2 separate regions of the Mus musculus genome follow, and region 1 is linked to region 2. Evidence: chromatin contacts called from public HiChIP or PLAC-seq data. All regions are on one chromosome and are shown on one strand. The core of a region is the stretch at or near the end of the contact, and the rest is flanking DNA. Distances in the headings are between cores, read along the strand shown. Region 1 has its middle 20 kb from the start of Tbc1d23. Region 2 holds the start of Tomm70a (translocase of outer mitochondrial membrane 70A).

Evidence for each region. HiChIP or PLAC-seq counts read pairs in DNA pulled down with a chosen protein or histone mark.
Region 1: a contact with region 2 is called in an H3K4me3 HiChIP or PLAC-seq map of embryonic stem cells, with 12 read pairs. The contact joins the enhancer-like site here to the promoter of Tomm70a in region 2. A contact is called at or near these places in 4 of 484 Hi-C or Micro-C datasets (the CH12 cell line, the HPC-5 cell line, the N1E-115 cell line and 1 more), 6 of 115 datasets of contacts at active chromatin or transcription factors (embryonic stem cells, large pre-B cells and memory CD8 T cells) and 3 of 9 other capture datasets (adipose tissue, embryonic stem cells and liver).

What each region holds. Positions count from the first base shown.
Region 1 is chr16:57,250,558-57,253,257 of GRCm38.p6, forward strand. No RefSeq gene overlaps it. Among named protein-coding and RNA genes, the nearest start is that of Tbc1d23, 20 kb to the left of the region's middle. Within about 2 kb of position 1,399, at least 52 of the 459 cell types and tissues checked have an H3K27ac peak or open chromatin away from gene starts, as enhancers often do. A contact at or near this core is called in adipose tissue and embryonic stem cells, where this site is marked.
Region 2 is chr16:57,120,222-57,122,980 of GRCm38.p6, forward strand. Tomm70a (translocase of outer mitochondrial membrane 70A) reads left to right here and starts at 1,493. Exons shown (of 12, transcript NM_138599.5): 1 at 1,493-1,973. The coding sequence starts at 1,641.

The sequences.
Region 1 (2,700 bases), core at 149-2,648, 130 kb after region 2:
TTTAAAAAAAACCCAAAAAACAAAAAAACACCAAGAACAAATTTATCCTATTTTTGGTATCAACACTGTACCCATTGTATGTCGTCTGTAATCTTACCATTATTTCTTTTTTATGACAGAATTTTAAAAATTATGTTATTTATTTATTATGTGCAGGAATGGGCATGTAGGTGGGGGGTCAAAGGATAACAATCTCTCCTTATCATGTTGGACACAGGCATTGCACCAGTCTTGTCAGCAATAGTCTTAATTCACTGAGCCATCTCACTGGCTCTATGCTAGACTTCTTAAAAGCAAATTCCAGACATTGTGATTTTACCCAAAAAATACACTAGTCTCTTAAGTAAAAAACAAAACATAATCATAATATCAATACTTTCATTGAGCTGAATTAGTACTCCCATCTCCTTTGCTCTATAATTTATTGTGTAAATTCTTAATTCTTTATGTGTATGAATATTTTGCTTGCATGTATGTCTGTGTATTGCGTGTGTGCCTGGTGCCCACAGAAACCATGAGAGGGCATTGGAACCCCCACGACTGGAGGTATAGACATTGCGAGCTACCATGAGGATCCTCTGAAAGAACAGCTTAACTGTTGAGCCATCTCTCCAACTGCTGATCTGCAGTCTGTTTAAACGTCTTCATTCTACACCAAAGGTGCCATTGTCTTGTGGCTGTCTTCAGTATGCATGTTGTCCCTTACATTCTATTTGCTCTTACATTTCATTTGCACAGGGAGCCAGGGCAGGACTTTTCTGTTTTCCCTAGGGTCTTTAATTTGGGCTACTGGCACAATTCTTATTAGATCTTTGAAAATGATCTTATTAAAGGGTCACACAGGAGATGGGTGATGAGAAGAGGAGGCACCATTATGAAAGTGACCTCAAAACATTAGGTATATCACAAAGTTCTTTCCTTGAGTCAGTTAACTTTGCAGTTTTAGTTTGGGGAGGATATTTGACCCCATGGAATTAGGAGTCCTTTCTTATATTTGCCAAATTGCTGAAGCCATTGAATATTTGTGCAAAAATATGTCCAAATTTGGGGCCACAGAGGAGTCTCTGTGTGAGTTATTGCTCCTGAAACTTCCACACAGCTGTCTGTGGAGAGGGAGGGACGGGGGTCAGGTTTCTTGGATGAGCTGCAGTCAGTTTTCTGAGGATGTGGTTGATCCCAGAAAATACACAGCTAATTTATAAGAGGCTTGGAAGAAGGCAGCTGCCTTGAAGAAAACACATTGAGAACTCTAGAGGTCAAGATATGACCTTGATCCTTGTGGGAAATTTCCACTGGTTTGTACCAAAGAAGTCTGTAGGAAGCTATGGGCCATCTGAAAGCTCCTGACAACGCTGTGTTACTTTACCTTTTAGACAAAAGGAGTTGAAAGACAATAGTCTTTAAATACAAACTCTGCTCCATACTGGCTGGAAGGAAGGCCCTCCACCCTCTGGCACTCCCATATCCTAGGATTTAACCGTTCCTTTCAGTTTAACAGAGTCCAACGGGGTAGATACATACATCAATAAATTCTTAGATGTGAATTATTTTTATAGTCTTTGAGTCTTTAGAAGCTAATAAATCACATTAAACAGAGCCCTAGATTATCTGTCTTCCTTTTTAATGCCTCTGCAAGACCATGCATTATCTCACAGGATCGGAATGTGACAGATTCTATTTTGAATCTTCCAACGACTCTTTTCACTTAGCTTTTCTGAGACCCAGAGTTGAAAAGAATTTGTGCAACCACGAGTCACCCCCAGTTCACTGGGCCTTTCTGTTCTGGTTTCAAAGAGGTCAGTGTCTTCTTAAGAGCCATGTGGACACTTGAGCATGTTCTCAGGAGAATGCAATCCTTGTGCTGAGAAGTTATCTACAGAGAATCCTTCACAGAGCTCTATCTAGTGATAGAGAGGCATGTCTGTGGCCAAAAGATGCTCTAAGCACGTAAAGACCAGTACTGTTTCAGTGAACCCAATAAACCCTAATTAATGAGACTAGTCATTGATATGAAGACTGCTTATTTCCAATGAAACTAGCAAGACAGAAGTCTTAAAACAAAAATGTTTGCTGCCCAAACTTGTTAGGATATACAACTGAAAATCTCTTCTACATTCATTGTCATTGCCTCTGTGTGTGCGGGGAGGGGTGTTGAGGGTGGGTAGTATGGTATGTCTTTGTGTGTGTGTTTGGTGGGGTGTGGGATGTAGAGTGTTAAGTGTGGGTTGGTCAGTGTGTATATATGTGTGACTTGCGGTAAAGTGTTTTGTGTGTTGCATGTGGTAGGGTGTGGGGTGTTGAGCCTGGGTTGTGTGGTGTGTTTATGTTTGTGTCTGTGTGTATGTCTGTGTCTATCTGTCTGTCTCTCTTCTCTGTGTGTGTGTGTTTGGTGGGGTGTGGGGTAGTGAGTGTGGGTAGTGTGGTGTGTATGTATGTGTGGTTTGAGGTGAAGTGTTGAGTATAGTTTGTGATATGTATGCGTGTGTGATGGGTTGTGTGGTCTGTGTGTCTGTGCATGTGTGTGTCTGTGTGGTGTATATAAACATTCCTGTGTGGGTAGGGATGTATTCCTCATGACTGTGTCTGTTGAATGGCCTGCCTCGGTCCCTTTCTCCCTTCCTGCTTTGAGACAGTATCTCTCTGTCACTAAACTTGGAGCTCATCATTTTGGCTAAACTGGTCACCCAGCCCTTGGGATTC
Region 2 (2,759 bases), core at 243-2,742:
ACTCAGAGGGCATGAGATTCCGATTTTGAAGTTCTGGGGTGAGAACAGTGCCTACAGCAATCTCTATTTGATCAACTAAGTTACACTACCATTTTCAGTTTGTTGCTAGTGCAAACATTTCACTGGTGAGAACCAACATGACGCAAGAGAAAAGGCCCTGAAGTTTCAAACTGGAACATTCTATTTTAATCACTCCACGTTGACACAACTTGGCCTTTGCATCTTCATGTAATGCTATTATGGTGAGCATCCTGTGGTACTTAAAAGCCAAATGACCATCTATGGGTGTTTGGTTTTTGTTTTTTTGGTTTGTTTGTTTGTTTGTTTGTTTGTTTGTTTGACAAAAGGATGTTCAAACCTGAAATGAAGAGCCATAGCCTGGAACATTTAATTATCCATGCTTTGCCTTTTTTTCTTGAAAATTGTGTGAATTCCAAACACCTTGCAAAGTAGACTTCATGCTTTGAGACCAGATCCAGAGTTCATGAAGGCTTAAGAAAAGTACTTCAGGGCTGACGAGATGGCTCAGCAGTTAAGAGCACTGACTGTTCTTCCAGAGGTCCTGAGTTCAATTCCCAGCAACCACATGGTTGGCTCACAACCATCTGTAATGGGATCCGATGCCCTCTTCTGATGTGCTTGAAAAACAGCTACAGTGTAGTCATATAAATGAAATAAATTTTTTTTAAAAATTTAAGTTATTTCAAATAAGTGAGCAAACTCAAAGTGTTGTGACAGACACTTGTGCTCCAGGGAAGGTTGTATGGGCTAGATGTCAGGTGGAATCCATTTTAAGATACACACGTAAAGATGCCTGCGGTGATCCGGGGTCCTCGAGGAAAGCCAATAGGAAAGCCTTCTAACAGACATCCTTGCCCTTTGTAACTATTAAAGGTGCAGCACACAGGCTGCAAGTCACTTCCATGAGTCAACCTACCTTCCCCAGTTTCCATCTAGTCTTTGCCCTCTGTCATTGTCCCAGGAACTACAAATTTGTCCAAACTACAATCTGGCTATTGCAGAAATATACAAAGCTGGTTTACACAGCACGATGGTCTCACCCTTTTTCCCCCCTCCCACAGTTTCAGTCTTTAACAGGCACCAACGTAGCCACACCCCCCTCCCCGATCCTACCAATCAACTGGGAGGCCCACCATCCCTGCTGGCCAATTCCCTTCACAGTGCTTCTGCAAGTCCCGCCCACTCACAGAGCTACAGGGAGCTGTCCCTCTACACTTGCTGCACACGGCCCCCCACGCCCCTCCTCGCCGCACTGGCGACAGTGCCACGGGTCCTTCTGTCCTGGAGAAGAGGTCTGCAGTCACGCAAGGCCTGAGACCTCCCGAGCGATTCTAGGCAACCGCCTGCAAGAGGAAAGGGAAAAGCCACCCAGAGCGCCAGGCCTTCTGACCCCGGAAGTGGTTCTCCCCTGTACAGTAGATAGGGGCGGGCCCAGCCGCCGGTCTAGCCCGGCATGCCCCGGGCTTCCGGTGACCTCTGGCCCTTTTCTGTCGTCCGCTCCTGCTGCTTAGCGTGCTCGCTCGCGCGTTGCTTTCCCTCCACGCTCCCGGCTTCCTCCCCACGCTGCCCGGTGACCGTGGCGCCCGCGACCGGCGCGGCGGCGGCGGAGGACAGTCGTCATGGCCGCCTCTAAGCCCATAGAGGCGGCGATGGCGGCGGCTGCTGCGCCCGGTTCTGGAAATGGAGTGGGCGGTGGCGGTGGGACTGCGGGCCCCGGCTCGGGCGCGGGGACCCTGCCGCGATGGCACGTGGCGCTGGCCATCGGGGCGCCCCTGTTGCTGGGTGCTGGGGCTATGTACCTGTGGAGCCGAAGGCGGAGGCGCCGGGAAGCGGGAGGCCGGGGCGACGCCAGCGGCCTGAAGCGCAACAGTGAACGGAAGACCCCCGAGGGCAGGGCCAGTCCGGCCCTGGGCAGTGGCCACCACGACGGTTCTGGGGACTCCCTGGAAATGGTGAGAAGCCGCCCGGGCCGTAGAGGTGAAAACGAGCGGATGCAGCTTTTCCTTGACCCGTTGTGCGGGTGAGGGGCCCTCCCACCGGTCGGAAACTGCCGAGTGACTTTAGAGTCGTTTCTGGTTGCCTTTATAGGGAATGGAATAGCAGCTCCAGGCTGGCTAGCGTAGAGACGTTCTTTGACAATTTCCTTTGGGATCCAACAGAATACTTTGCCTTTCTTCTAAGTGACACAGCATTTATCCCTAGTATGTAGGTATGGGAAACATGCACAAATATAGTAATTCCATTAAGCGAAGAAAGGCAAATTTCACGGAACGATTGGAGTTGTACCGTGAGTTGTTATTGTGTTTCCCAAGACCAGAACTTTGCTAAGAACCTTTTAAAAACAAGCCATTTTTCTTTCGGAGTTTCTCTCTCGCTCTGATTGTGTGTGTGTGTGTGTGTGTGTGTGTGTGTGTGTGTGTGTTTGGGGAGGGAGATTAGCAACTATTACAAAGTTCAAAAAAATCATTAGGTAGCTTTGTATATAGGAAATAGTTCAGTTTTTAAGGAACTGTGCCTCCCACCCCCACCCCCGCTGCACATCTTAAAATGTTCTATTTCACCTGGACATATATATACATGTGTCCAAGCCTGATAAAGAGTCTCTGGTGTTATAACAAGCATTGGAGTGATAAACTGCTCTATCGGATCTGGTGGTCAGACTATTAAATCTTTTTGACAAGTTTGACGGCTGTGTGGAGAATTGGCATGGACTGAGATTGAGTGAGATAAGGGACTTT